Linked DNA regions of Ovis aries: region 2 is linked to region 1. The links are chromatin contacts, called in public Hi-C maps. All regions are on one chromosome and are shown on one strand. The core of a region is the stretch at or near the end of the contact, and the rest is flanking DNA. Distances in the headings are between cores, read along the strand shown. Region 1 holds the start of SNRPE (small nuclear ribonucleoprotein polypeptide E). Region 2 overlaps ETNK2 (ethanolamine kinase 2).

Region 1 (6,666 bases), core at 772-3,271:
CCAGCTGCAAGACAGTCTTCTCTAGCATCTCAGTTTTCCACATCTCACACCTAATAACCAGGAATGCGTAAGTCGTGTCCAACTCTTTGCAATCCCATGGGCTGTAGCCTGCCTCCTCTACCCAAGGGATGGATTCTCCAGGCAAGAATACTGGAGTGCGCTGCCATGCCCTCCTCCAGGGGATCATCCTGACCTAGGGATGGAACCCGAGTCTCTTCTCATCTCCTGCACTGGCAGGCAGGTTCTTCACTACTAGTGCCACCTGGGAAGCCCTAATAACCAGCAGTGAGACCCTCAATTCCTGTGATTAAAAATTACAACAGCTTGAAATTAATGCTTTTCTATTAAGTTGTCACATACTAAAATCAGAACCACAGGAAACACATTTTCTTTCAGGGATAAATACTCTGCTCTGCCAAGTCAAATTTTGAGTTGATAAAAATCCCTCCAAAGGAAAGGGAGTAAAAGGGTTCACTAAATCCTCCGAACCTATCCCTCCAATCTTCCTCTTCCAGTGTCTTTTCTATCAATAAGTGTGTCTCCACCTCCCAAAGTGCTTAACACACCACATTATGACCTAGAAAAAGCTGACTGAAATTTTCTTCCAGTGTCTCATCCTGAGGTGCCATGGAAAGGGTCCAATGTTCCTGCCATATCCCAAGGAAAGTACCAATACCCAAGTGCCACTATCATATCAGCCAGTAATTACTTTTCGAAATTATTAATTTTGGTCTTGCAAAGTAGTAACAACACAGTTCTTTGCATGCTTGGAGTCGGCATGGCTGTATTAGGGGCTGTCATGACCACCTCTTTGAGACCCGATGGACTGTAGCTCTCCAGGCTCTTCTATCCATGGAATTCTCCAGGTAAGGATGCTGGAGTGGGTTGCCATTCCCTTCTCCAGGGGATCTTCCCCACTCAGGAATCCAAGCTGGGTCTCCTGCATTGCAGGAAGATTCTTTCCCGTCTGAGCCACCAGGGAAGCCCATGGCATGGCTACATACCATTTTGTCACTTTAGAGCTTTCCTGGCACTGGTTCTCCTCAAATGCCCTCCCAATCTCCAGTTTCATTTTTTGACTCTAGAACAATGATACAAACAGCCAAATAAATTCACCTTTAACTTGAAAATAAAACAGAGAACAACTTACATTTTGCAAGTATCTGAAGATGAGATTCTGCAGCAAGAGTTAAGGAAAAAACACACACACACACACACACACGCCAAGCATAGACTCTGCTTCCTGGAACTCGTTAAATCTACCCGCATCTCATTTTTCTGAACGCGAACTCTGTGCCTAGGCAAAGAAAGTGCCCAACTAGGTACCCACTGTTGCTGTTCAGTCGCTAGGTCCTGTCCCACGCTTGTGACCCCATGGACTGTAGCCCCCCAGGTTCCTCTGTCCATGGGGCTTTCCAAGTAAGAAGTCTGGGGTGGGCTGCCATTTCCTTCTCCATGGGATCTTCTTCACTCTGGGATCAAAACCCCGTCTCCCGTATCGGCAGACGGATTCTGAGCCACCTGGCAAGTCCAAACACCCATCAGGACATCACTAAATACTGTAAAGGAATAGCTCCCCACTCTCATCTTCCGGGAGTTTCTTCCGCGCCGAGGTCTCCCTGCCGGTGGAACGCGGCAACACCCGCTTTCAGTCAGTATATAATTAAAGTCGTCTTCCCCGCTCACCCCACCACGACCGCATTCTCCAGCGCAGGGTCTGCCCGAGCCCACCTCCCGCCCATAACTGGTTCTTCAACTCCCCGCGCTTTCTCCTAGCCTCGGCCGCCCCAGGGGCTCATGGGATGAGCGGCCGCACTCCGCTCCCTCGGGCCTACTCCGTCTCCTCCTTCGCCCCTCATTTCCCGGCCCAAAGCTGCTAACGCTCACGCATCGAGCAGGATACGATGGGCTGCACCATCACCTTCTGCACCTTCTGGCCCTGGCCCCGGTACGCCATGCTGGAAGCTCACAAGCACCACACTGCTCCACACTCTCTCTCAGAAAGCAACTTCCGGAACACCGAGCCGGAAGCGGAAGTGCGCCGTGCTCAGGCGGCGACGTGGGCGGTTCCTGGAAAATACCTCTCTAGCCGCAGGAGTCGGTTATTTCGGTGCTCCAGAGCGTCCCGGGGAAGCCGCACGGCAGCGACTCCCTTTCGGAAAGCGAGTTGTTCCTGCAGCGCCACCTGGAGGGAGGCTGGAAGGGGAGCGCGGCTTCGGTTGTGCGGCCGCCGCGGCTGCCCATCGCGACTTCGCTTTGGAGTCGGTTTTACGAGCCGGATCGTTCCCCTGCGTACCTCCTCTGAAATGGTGTGGTTCAGTGGTTTTTCTAAGGCCTGCTTCCCTGGGATTTAGGCTTGACAGCCGCGTCGTGGTGGACAGGGTAGGGCCGCAAGAAGCCCAAACTCAGGGCTCCCGCAGCTGACACTTTGGGCTACAGACGATACGATTTCAAAGCCGGGTGCTCTCATCAGCTTTTTGGAGAGCTGTTTGTTAGGTGGCAGCGGAGGATCAATGTTGAATGAAAACCCTAAAACCTGATTTCTAGGCTCAAACCCTGCACTCTTACAGTGTGTGACCAAGAATGTTACTCACCCTTGCCCTGTCTTGGCTTAGTTATTAACAAAATGGAGATAAAAATGTTCCTTCCTCATGGGGTTAAAGATCCAATGAAGAAGTAGTGTACGTGTGTACACATTAAGGTCTCAGCCTTCCAACATATCGTTTCCTGGGTAACACAGCTGAAGGGGAGGGGTCGGACTTGGTTAGGCTATATTCTGGGTTGTGGGCTGACAGAAATTTCCTTTAATTGGAATACCCATTTTATAGATGAGGAAACTGAAACTCAGAGTCAAAGGGACTCGTCCAAAGGGACACCGCTTAGATTAGACACCACTTGAGCGACTTCACTTTGACTTTTCACTTACACGCATTGGAGAAGGAAATGGCAACCCACTCCAGTATTCTTGCATAGAGAATCCCAGGGATGGGGGAGCCTGGTGGGCTGCCGTCTTTGGGGTTGCACAGAATCAGACACGACTGAAGCGACTTAGCAGCAGCAGACACACTTCTGCAAGTAGCAGAATCGTAACTTGTTTAACTGAGATTCTTACCAAACCAAATTTGGGTCTGCTCCAAGGAGGAGCAGTAAAGCCAAGCTGTTGACACTGGTTCGTGGTGAAGGACAGCCAGGGGAACAGGCAGCTCACCGTCAAAAGACCCAAACACCTCCGTGTCTTTTAGGAGAGGATTTTTAAAGACAAAGTAAGCGAGAAGGTTGAGGGTACACGATCAGCTCATGCACAGTTCTCTCACTGGGTGGTTAGGTAACCAGCTGAGGTCACAGGGGTCAGTATTAAAGATCCTCAGGCCCCAGGCAGTCTGAAGGCTGTGTGTTCATGGTTACGAGGTAGTTCGCTTTTTCTCCCTGGTTTTAGTACCTGCAAAACAACTCAAAGATATGGCTCAGGATATTATCTGTAGCCCTTGATTCTGTTTCATGGCTAAACTTATTATTTTGTCTTGTTTGACTGTTTTCCTTTGTTTCTGCATTTTCTCACTTCTCTAAATTTACTCTTAGAAACTCAGGGAAGGCCTAGGAGGTTAAAGCTTTTCTATAAATAAGAGGAAAGGGATACAAAGGGGTCTGTCACCTGGAAGGCACCACAGAGTCCTGGCTCACTTTTAAGATCTTCTGTTTAAAGAGGATAATATTAATAACAACCTCATAAAAATGTGAGATCAAAGGACATGAAAGTAATTTTTTAAAAGGACCTAGAAAACACATGGAAAAGTTGAGATTTGCTGAATTTGAAGACAGTGTGAATAGAACACACCAGTATACCTGTCTGATCTCAGATGCAGAAATGCTTAGCTACTTTTTTTTTTAGCTACTTGTTTTTACATTTTCCTATTTCTGAAGGCACGATTCCTAACTTTTAAGAACTGATCTTTACAACCAGTCAGTTGACTCATATAACTCATGAGAAGAGATTTACTTTTCCTTAATGATTTTGCCATTTTCCATTTAAATCTTTGATCCATCTAGAATTTATACCAGTATATCTTAGAACTGATACAACTTTAAAGTTTCTAGGTGGCTACCCACTTGTCCATCACTATTACAAAAAAATAAAATAACCCTTTGTTCCTCATTTAATTTTAAATGCCACGTTTATAGTATATCAAGTGTGTGTGTGTAGGTATGTGTTTTTATGTATAGAATTTATATTTTGTTCAGTTGATCTTAGTATTTATTTAGACTACTATCTCTGTAATTTTTATTTGGCAGGACAAAAAGTTCATAGAATTTTCCTAGTTATTTTTGTTTTTCCTTAAATCTTTAGAATGCTGCTGCTGCTGCTAAGTCGCTTCAGTCGTGTCCGACTCTGTGCGACCCCAGAGACGGCAGCCCACCAGGCTCCCCTGACCCTGGGATTCTCCAGGCAAGAGCACTGGAGTGGGTTGCCATTTCCTTCTGCAGTGCATGAAAGTGAAACGTGAAAGTGAAGACGCTCAGTCGTGTCTGACTTCTAGCGACCCCATGGACTGCAGCCTACTAGGCTCCTCCGTCCACAGGATTTTCCAGGCAAGAGTGCTGGAGCGGGGTGCCGTTGCCTTCTCCGATAGCCACCGTGTACTTAGATTTAAAAAAATTAATTCTAAGTTGTTCTAGGTTTAATGTAATCACAGTAAAAATACCAACAGGACTTTTAAAAATTAGGAAAGTTAAGTAAGTCCTGTTGGTATTTTTACTGTGATTACATTAAACCTAGAACAACTTAGAATTAATTTTTTTAAATCTAAGTACACGGTGGCTATTGTTCAAATTTTGATTCTTTGAGAAATTTTTAGTTTTGTTTCCCTGGAATCTGCCTGCAATGCAGGAGATTCAGATGCAATCCCTGGGTGGGGAAGATTCCCTGGAGGAGGGAATGGCAACCCACTCCAGTATTCTTGCCTGGAAAATCCCATGGACAGAGGCACTAGCAGGCTAGTCCACGGGGTCGCAGAGAGTTGGATATGACTGAGTACACAGGCATTAGTTTTCTTTAGTTTTAATTTCTTTGTAGTTCGTCTAGTTTAATCATAGATAGTTCATCTCTCTTGTTCTGAAAATTTGTATTTTACTCATTTGTATGCTCTAGTTGGTTTTGAAGAGAGAAGTAATACATTCAATTATATAAAAATTATATAGTTTTCCATGAATACAAACCCATCAAAATAAGCAAAATGAGAAGATCTGGGAAAAGATGTTTATACTACATCAAACAAATGGGTAATTTTACTAATACATAAAAAAAAATTACTGTGTAAGAAACATTACAAAGCTTAATGGCTTACAACAGCCTTTTTTTTTTTTTTTTTTAATTTGTGGGTCAAGCGTTTGGAGAGGGCTCAGCTGGGTGACTTTTCTGCTTCGGAAGGTGCATCTAAGGCTGGCATGTGTATTTGGAAGGCTGGCCCCACCTGAATCAGCCTCCGTGTCTGTGTGGCCTCAGCGCCTCACCACATGACCTCTCTGGCCATGAGGTGTGCTTTATTACGTGGGGGCTCAAGGCTCTAAGAAGCCAAGACTGAAGCTAACGGTGCCCTGAAAGGCCAGGCCGAGAGCTAGTATAATGTTCACCCCCCAGGCCAGACTCAAGGGCTGGAAAAACAGAGTCCATCTCTCTCTCTCTCTCTTTTTTGGCTGTGCCAGTCTTAGCTGTGGCATGCAGGATCTAGTTCCCTGACCAGGGATTGAACCCAGGCCCCCTGCATTGGCAGCTGGGAGTCTTGGCCACTGGACCACCAGGGAAGTCCCTAAAGCCCACTTTAAAGAAGTGCGTTAAAGAATTTGCAGCCATTTCTAAATCTGACACAAAGACCCAAAATAAAAATTGGCAATTTTAGCAAAGGAAATACAAATTTCTTCAAACATATGAAAACAGGTTCAACTTCACTCATTATAAAAGAAATGCCAACTAAACTACCAAGAAGTCGTTTTCCCGGACTAGGCTGGCAAAGATCAAAAAGTGGTGGTAATATAAATTATTACGCTCCACTTCTAGATATTTAATCATACAAATAAATTTACATATGTGATATAATCATTGCAGCATTGTTTAAAATACCAAGATGGGAAACAACCTAAATGTCTATCAATAGGAATTAGCTCAATTATTGCATGTTCATAGAGTGTAATACTATTATGCAATTATAGTAAAAATTGAAGATCTTTGTGTCCTCATATGAAAAGGTATCTAATATACAGTAAGATAAAAAGTAAGCTATGATGTATCTGAGGTTTACTTCAAAATAATTTAGCAGAACCAGCAAAGCTGGATCTCAGATGGGGCAAGCCTAAGGAGCAAATGTAAGTCATCACGCTTGCCTGTGCAAGTACAGCTCCGAGAGTGAGTGCTCCCTTAAATTATGCCCACTTTGCTCACCCAACTCTCGCCCTAGTCCTGGGGGCCAGAACAGGGGGTGGATAGCTGGTATGGGTATAGGTGAAACAGGATTTGTCATCAATTTGTAATTCAGAATTTAAGACTGTTCATGATATAATAAAAATCGAGGTGATATGTTTTATACATTAGAGAGAAATATATTTGCTTATATGAACCTAAAATCTCTCTAGAATACCTGAGAAACAGAACTAGTTTTGGGGAGGCAGGGAGCT
Region 2 (7,404 bases), core at 4,796-7,295, 300 kb before region 1:
TCTGAAATACTGGGCTGTCGGTTGTTTTGAGCCCTGCTTACCCAAGGTACATGCTTCCTGAGGTCTCCACTGATATGTGCCGAGGGGATTGCTAGCTAGTCTTTCTTATGTTAGTCACGCATAAGCAAGAAGGCCAATCAGCTGACCTGAACGTCACAATGCATTATAGAGCTTAAGTAAAAGTTTGATCTCATGTAATTTTGAATTGCCTATTCTATTTTCCTTATTGGTATAAAAGTGATTCTTGTCAGGGTCTTCCTCCTCTTTAAAAATATTTATTTTATTGGAGCAGAGTTGATTTACAACGTTATGTTAATTTCTGCTGTGCAACCGAGTGATTCTTTTTAAGGTTCTTCGCCCTTGCCTTCCTTTGGCTAGATTTTCAGTAACCATTCCTACTTGCTAATGGATCTAAGTCAGGACAAGGGAGGCAGTGCAGAGCCGACCGCAGAGTGGGCGGGACTCGGGGCGGAAGGGAGATCCGTGGGAGCGGGCCCTGGCCTGGGTCACTGGGCAGCAGGGACCCCAGTGCTCTGGCGCCTGGGGTGGCCTGGGTGGCCGATGGACGCCTGGTCGGTGGGCTGGCTCCTGTCTGTGTTTATTTCCTGAGCCCACCCACCTCATGATAGGAGAGAGGGCAGTGTAGAGGCCTTCCCGTGACTCGATCTCTGATGCCCTTGTGGCCAGGGCACTGTGGATGGGGTGCCAGCCCCCCACTAGCGAGCAGGCCTGAGCTCTGCCTTTGGGATTTCTCTTCCTAGGGGTTTTCCTGGGTAGGGAGGAGGCCAGGGCTGGAGTTCAGGTTCAGCTTAAGCTGGGGAACAAGCTGAAGGTCTGCCTAAGCCTGAGGGCAGGGAGAACCTACCTTGCTTGCCTCCTGCTAGTGTGAGTGGAGGCCCAAGTGCCACGCAGTGGCCCCAGACTCCCCCCACCCATGTGCTTCTGCCAGCGACCTGGCTCTCTGTGTCTTCCCCGGCGGCCGTGTCCTCCCAGCTGTCAGGCTCCATGCCAGGTTTGGGGCTCACCACACTGGTCTTCTGATCCTGGGGGCTCACCACACTGGTCTTCTCTGACCTGTTTTCAGGCGTCTCACTTCCTCTGGGCACTCTGGGCCCTCATCCAGAGCCAGTTCTCCACCATCGACTTTGATTTCCTCAGGTGAGTGCAGGGAGCAAGCGGGGAGTCGTTGGGGGAGGGGGGTGGGGGGGGGAGGAAGAGCCTTGAGCCCAGGGTGTGGGGGTGAAGGACACCCCGAATAGACCGCCCGGGATGCATGCTTCCGCTCCGTTCACCGGCCGGTTCCCGGCAGCCCTGGCGAGGAGGGCCGCTGCTGCCCGGATGCTTGCGGAGCATGCGCGCCCAGGACCCCTCTCTAAGGGGTCGGAAGCCGCTCACCCCGCCTCCTGCCGAGCTGCTTCCTCCTCCTGTTACAGCCTGCTGTCTGCTCCACTGGCTGGCTCTTCCCCACACGGCCTGGTGCTGACGGGAATTGCTGGAAACTAGTCTAAAGATCATGAGTGCAACCCTCATTTGATAGCAGAAGGGACAGAGGTCCAGAGGGTGGATGGCTGGCGAGGCCGCTCAGTGGCTGGTGCTCTGTGCATGGGGCCAGACCCAAGTGCTCCTTTAGGGGCCCCTAGTGACCCATCAGGGGCTGTACTGAGAGTGTAGTGAGTACTGACCACTCAGGGGGCCCTGCCGTGTGAGACGTGGCCCCGGAGGACCAGGGATCATTTTGCCTTCCATCTGGTCCAGTCTCTGTCTTTATCCTCCCTACCCACCCTCAGCTGCAAAGGAATCACAATGCTGGCTTCAAAGTGTTCACAAAAATTAGAAAAACGCAAGGCGAACCCCCAGTCACCCCCACCTCACGCCCACAGAAAATAACACGTGTTGGTGAGGATGTGGAGGCATGGGAACCCTGGGCTCTGCTGTTGGGAATGTGAAATGGTGTAACTTCTGTGGGGAAGAATACGGTCCTTCCTCCAAGAGTGAACATGGCATTACTGTCTGACCCAGCAGTCTTACTGCTGGGTCTGTATACTCAGAAGAAGTGAAAGCAGGGTCTCAAACAGATATTTGCAGAACCGTGTTCATAGTAGCATTATTCACAACAGCAAAGAGGTGAGAGCAACCCCAAGGGTCCATTGATGGGTGAATGGATAAGCAAAATGTGGTCTATACACACAGGGAATGTTATTCAGCCTCTGAAGAGGAAGGAAATTACGTCACACAATACCACACAGATGAACCTTAGGAACATTGTGCCAAGTGAAACGAGCCAGTCACAAGAAGACGAGTGCTGTGCGATCCCACTTAGATGGGCCAACTAGAGTAGTCACGTCCATAGGGACGGAAGTAGAGCGGTGGGTGCTGGGGGCTGGCGCTTGCCGTGTCGGGGAGAGTCCAGGTTTACAGGATGGAAAGTCCTGGAGCTCTGTTGCTCGACAAGGTGGACATACTAACCGCACTGAACCATAAAGAATCAAGAAACAAACATGTTTGGGGAGAAGTTGCTCCAGTCTGATCTAAGAAAAAAAACAATTATAGTTGAAGTCCAAAGCAAAATGAACAAAAAACCCCGGTGTGGGCTGGGGTCCGTTTGTCCAGACCTAGATGGGCTGAGCTGGTGAGGAGTTGTCCTTAGGGTGTGAGTGCCCCCAACAGGGCTCACCTGGCTTCCCTTCTCACCCCCAGTTCCCTTTCTTGTGTTCTGCCAGGTATGCAGTGATCCGATTCAACCAGTATTTCAAGGTGAAGCCCCAAGTGTCAGCCCTGGAGATGCCAAAGTGACCACCCTTCCCAGTCCTCCCCATCTGCCTGGCCAGACCTGCTCTCCAGGGCCCGGCTCTGCTCTGGGGTCTGCACTCTGGACAGGCTGGGCAAGGGGCCGGGAGTGTCCCTGAAGAGCACTCTGCCCCTGTCCCCAGCCCTGAGAGATGATGGTGACCGTTTTTGTTTGATGGTGACCGTTTTTGTTTGGAGGGGCTGATAGAACCCAGCTCTGAGGGTCCTCTCCACCTTGCCAGACTTGGTGACGGGGAGTGCCTGAAGCCAGGCAGGGCTGGGACTGCAGCCACCCTGGGAGGCCCAGTCTCCCCACCCCGTCCATCCTGAGTCTGGGCTCAGACCTCAACTACCCTGGGAAGCCCAGCCTTCCCATCCCAGCCATCCTGGAGTCTGGGCTGCCCTGGGAAGCCCAGCTTTCCCATCCCAGGCCATCCTGGAATCTGGTCTGGGACTCAACCACCCTGGGAAGCCTAGCCTTCCCATCCCAGCCATCCTGGAGTCAGGGCTGCCCTGGGAAGCCCAGCCTTCCCATCCCAGGCCATCCTGGAATCTGGTCTGGGACTCAACCACCCTGGGAAGCCCAGCCTTGCCATCCTGGCCATCCTGAGTCTGGGCTGCCTTCGTGTCTTTGACCTTCCTGGCCTGGGGAAGGGGTAGGGTGGGAGGGCTCCTTTCTACCTCCAGGGCCCTGAGCCTCCAGCCTGTCTACCCCTGCGTGCCCCAGGTGGGAGGTGCTGGGTCCAGAGAGTATCCTGCCAACTCTGACCAATGGATGTATAGATGCTGGGGGAGGCGTCTAGAGTCAGGTTTGATAGCTCCCCGAGCAGCCGCCTCCTCTCAGATCCCTCCCTTTCTCCAAAGCAGATCCAGCCAGATAAGCCCTTCCCATCCTGAGGACACGTGGTTTCCCCCAGTGCCCCTTCTGCCCCGGGCCTGTGCTCGGTCCGTCTGCCGCCTGCCAGGAGGAGAGGGAGGGGATGGGCCCGAAGGCTGGCTAGGCTTCACACTGCCTCAGCTGGAGGGGCAGCAGCCCAGAGTGGCGGCTGCACGGCAGCCACCATCCTGTCCCCTCCCTCCTTGCCCTCCAGACCCTCACTTCCCAGGAACAGCCTTCTGTCCTGAGGTTGACCCACGGTCTTCCCCCTGGGGAATGCCTAGTGGGAGTCAGAGGGCAGGGGCCACGGACGGCCAGGGCTCGCCCAGCGTGCAGGGGCTTGGGTGGGATCTGCTGTGAAGGTGCTGTGGGAACTGCTTCCCCAGGTCCCAGTGGCCACCACGTCCTTCCTCACCGCCTTTTGGGTCCTCCTGGCTCTGGCCGATAAAATGGTTCATTTGTAAATGATCATCATTTTCTGCATTAAAATGGTCACGTATAGAGCCGCTAGTGAGGACTTGCCCTGGATCCTGTGATGCGCTCTGCAGTGTCGTGGAGGGGGTACGGCCCCTCCTCTCTGGGGTCCTGTGCGCTGCACAGCTGGCACCACGTGGCTGGGGTCCCGGCTTGGGCAGAATTGGTCTCACAGCTCCGCTGCTTTTGAAGTGGACCCTGAGAGGGCGGAGCCTAGAGGGAACTAGGCTGTGGATGCCTGCCCAGGTGATGGGCCAGGAAGACCCCATACGCAAGTGCTCAGGACTTCCTTGGTGCCCACTTGCTGCTAGCTGTTAGTTGAGCGGGGAGTTGCTGAGAGCAGGCCAGGGTGATTTCTGGACCCACACTGTCGCCTCAGTAGGCCAGAGGGGGAGAGAACAGAAGCTCAGAGCTGGGCGGGCACCTCCCAGCAGCCCAGGCTGCACTCTGAGGGCCCGCCTTGGGGCCCCTAGAAGTTCCCGACGCCCTTAGGAGTAGCACCGGCAGCAGCAGCGGCTGCCTGCCAGGGGGACTCTGTCCGGCTTGTGCTTGCAGAAGTACCCGTGAGCCGTGGCAACCTCTGGAGTCGAGCTGGCGCTGGAAGCTGGGGCCTTGTTCAAGGTCCTGTTGACCCAGCGCGGCCAGGCCCCTGGCGGGCAGCAGTATCACGCCTAGGAGGGATGTTAGTGGAGGACGTGGGTGAAGGCCCTACCCAGTGCAGGGCAGGTGCCAGGGCTGGGCACCTCGGACCCCTGGGGATCATCTCTGGGGCCAGCGATGGGCACTGCCTTCCTGGGGACTGTATGGCAGTGCCCACCCTCCCTGTTCCCCTCAGATCATCCGCCTCTGGAGCTGAGGGAGCACTATGAAGGCAGCTTCATTCCCAGACTCCTGGGGCCTTGATGCCCGCTTCCAGGTGGCTCAGTGGTAAAGAGTCCACCTGCCAGTGCAGATGCAGGGGATGTGGGTTTGATCCCTGGGTGGGGAAGATCCTCAGCAGGAAATGGCAACCCACTCCAGTGTTCTTGCCTGAGAAGTCCCCTGGACAGAGGAGCCTGCAGTCCACGGGGTCACGAAGAGTTGGGCACGATTGGGTGCCTGAGCACGGCGCACGCTGATACACTGAAATGGTGTAGCTCAGTGGTTAGCAGGCAGTGGCTGGCACAGCCCCCGGTATCCTGTACCCCCCTGGCTTGGCCACCCCCTGCAGCCGAGGAGTTCATCTGAGTCTCTATTCCACTACAGCCTTGAGAAATGATTCTCTTCCCTCCAGTTCCTAGGGGGTGGGTTGGCTGATGAGAGGTTTGGGCACACCACTCCCAAACAAAACCTGGAGTCTCACTGTGTCTCCTTGCGCTGCCCCTGGCACTGCCCAGCACCCCTGCCCAGACTCTGGGGTGGCCTGGGATGCTCCCTTAGGCCCCTTCCTGGCACTGAGCGGGTGTTCCAGGCAAAGTACTCCCAGGCACATGTTCATCTCTGCTCTGCTCTGCCCCTTACCCTCCAGAGGCACCCAGGGCGCAGAGAGCAAGGCCGTGCCCCAGCTTCCTAGTAGTGTCCAGGCACTTTCCACCCATCTGACCCTGTGCTGCCTCCTCTGGGGCCAGCAGGTGGGGCTCCAGGGCCCCAACCACAGGTTCCCCGGATGGTTTTCCTGCCCTTGGAGAATGCGGGTGGGCGACACTGTCCACAGCTGGGAGGACAGAGCAAGGGTTGCTGGAGTGGGAGCTGGGGGGTATTGGCCTCAGGCTCCGGAGACCACAGGGTCCCTGGGAGTAGGGAAGCTAGGGGAGCTCAGGATAGGCTGCGGGTGAGGGTGAGCCTTGCTGGGTGTGTGCTGACCAGACTGCCCAGCTTGGGTTGGAACAGTGACGGCCAGTGAGGTGGAAATGAGCGACTCTCCCATGTGGCCACTAGAGGGCGAGCGCCACAGTCAGCCTTCCCCAAGGTCTGCCTGCCACTGCCCCACTGGTGTCCTGGGGCGGGAGGGCAGGAGAGAGGAGGCTCCAAGCTCTGGGAGGCTGGGCTGGGCAAAACCAGTGGAAGGCCGGCAGCCAGGATGCTCCCTAGATCAAAAGACCGGGGCCCTAATTCTTGGGTTTGTGGCCCTGGAATCAACCATACCTACCTTGTCTCACCACTAGCCATCTCTAACTTAGAAATCCGTTTTCCAGCCTTCAAGAACTCTCCTCAAACACCTCCTGTTTGGGTAAGCTCACTACCACTTTTGGCCATCTTGGTCAACAGGTTTTTTATGTTAAGCCGAAAACGCTGGCCCGTGAGACTTTCATCAAAAGGCCAGGCTAATGCTACCTCGTGAGCTGTGTCCAACGCCTGTGTTGCCCAGCTGAGAGCCTTAAGAGAGCAATCTTGTTCTTTCCGCCCTACCCTAACCTCCTCTTTTCTGGACCAAACATCCCTGGCCCTCCCAGCCGTTCCTTGAAAGTCACGTCCATCCACCGGGCTCCCTCCAACCCTCTGGGCCCCTCCAGTGTGAGAACGGCCTTTTCTGTTGAAGGGCCTCGGGCTGGCATGACGCACCTGAGGTCAGGACTGTGTGATGCACACTGGCTCCTCACCTCCCTGGTCAGCACACGCTTCTGTTAATCCAACCCAAGTCTAACTGACACAGCACTGCTCAGCTTTGCTGCCCCCATTTCATATTAATGGGATTAACATTTCAGCTGCAGGAGTTGGTTTTTTTATCGGCTCTTCCTGCACTTGGAGCATTTCAGTCATCCAGCTCTTCTAGGGACTGTTATTTCCCTTACTGTGACACATAGATATTTGAAATCCTCATTTCAAAGTGTAAGGTCACAGAGCCCTGAAGTACATAAATACAGACCCTGCTTCATTAATCAGTATCCTGGGGGGCTTATGGTGTCTACATGAGCCCTTTTGTGGAATGAGAGTCCATACTTTCATTAGATTTTCAAAGGGCTCCTTCTCCAAGAGAGGAAAAGAGCCCTGGCTAAGGCATAACATCCTTGTTTCTCGGATGAGGGTAATGAGGCACACAGAGGAGACGGCGTTCGCCCCAGCACACGCACAGGACCACGCGGCCAGTTCTGGGAGAGCTTCCTGAGTTCCTGACTCTTACCACGGCGCTCCTAACACTGCGTTCTCTTCTCCGGACGGGAGGGGGCGCTGTGGTGAGGCCGGGCTCCCGTCCTCGAAGCAGGGGTGGCCGTCGCCTGTGGGCTCTGGCGGGGCGTCCAGCCTGGCCTCCTTGGCCTGGGATGTCTCCTCCTCGGCTCCACGGGGCT

Evidence for each region. A called contact is a pair of places that touch in the nucleus more often than the background predicts.
Region 2: a contact with region 1 is called in a Hi-C map of liver, with 4 times the contacts expected there. The contact joins the enhancer-like site here to the promoter of SNRPE in region 1. A contact is called at or near these places in 8 of 16 Hi-C or Micro-C datasets (hypothalamus, liver, mesenteric adipose tissue and 4 more).

The regions. Positions count from the first base shown.
Region 1 is chr12:1,457,265-1,463,930 of ARS-UI_Ramb_v3.0, reverse strand. It overlaps SNRPE (small nuclear ribonucleoprotein polypeptide E), which reads right to left and starts at 2,021. Exons shown (of 4, transcript XM_060395994.1): 1 at 1,922-2,021. The coding sequence starts at 1,957.
Region 2 is chr12:1,759,177-1,766,580 of ARS-UI_Ramb_v3.0, reverse strand. It overlaps ETNK2 (ethanolamine kinase 2), which reads left to right. Exons shown (of 8, transcript XM_042256911.1): 7 at 1,085-1,158; 8 at 2,721-4,174. The coding sequence ends at 2,793. Among named protein-coding and RNA genes, the nearest start is that of ETNK2, 17 kb to the left of the region's middle. Within about 2 kb of position 6,045, at least 5 of the 54 cell types and tissues checked have an H3K27ac peak or open chromatin away from gene starts, as enhancers often do. A contact at or near this core is called in liver, where this site is marked.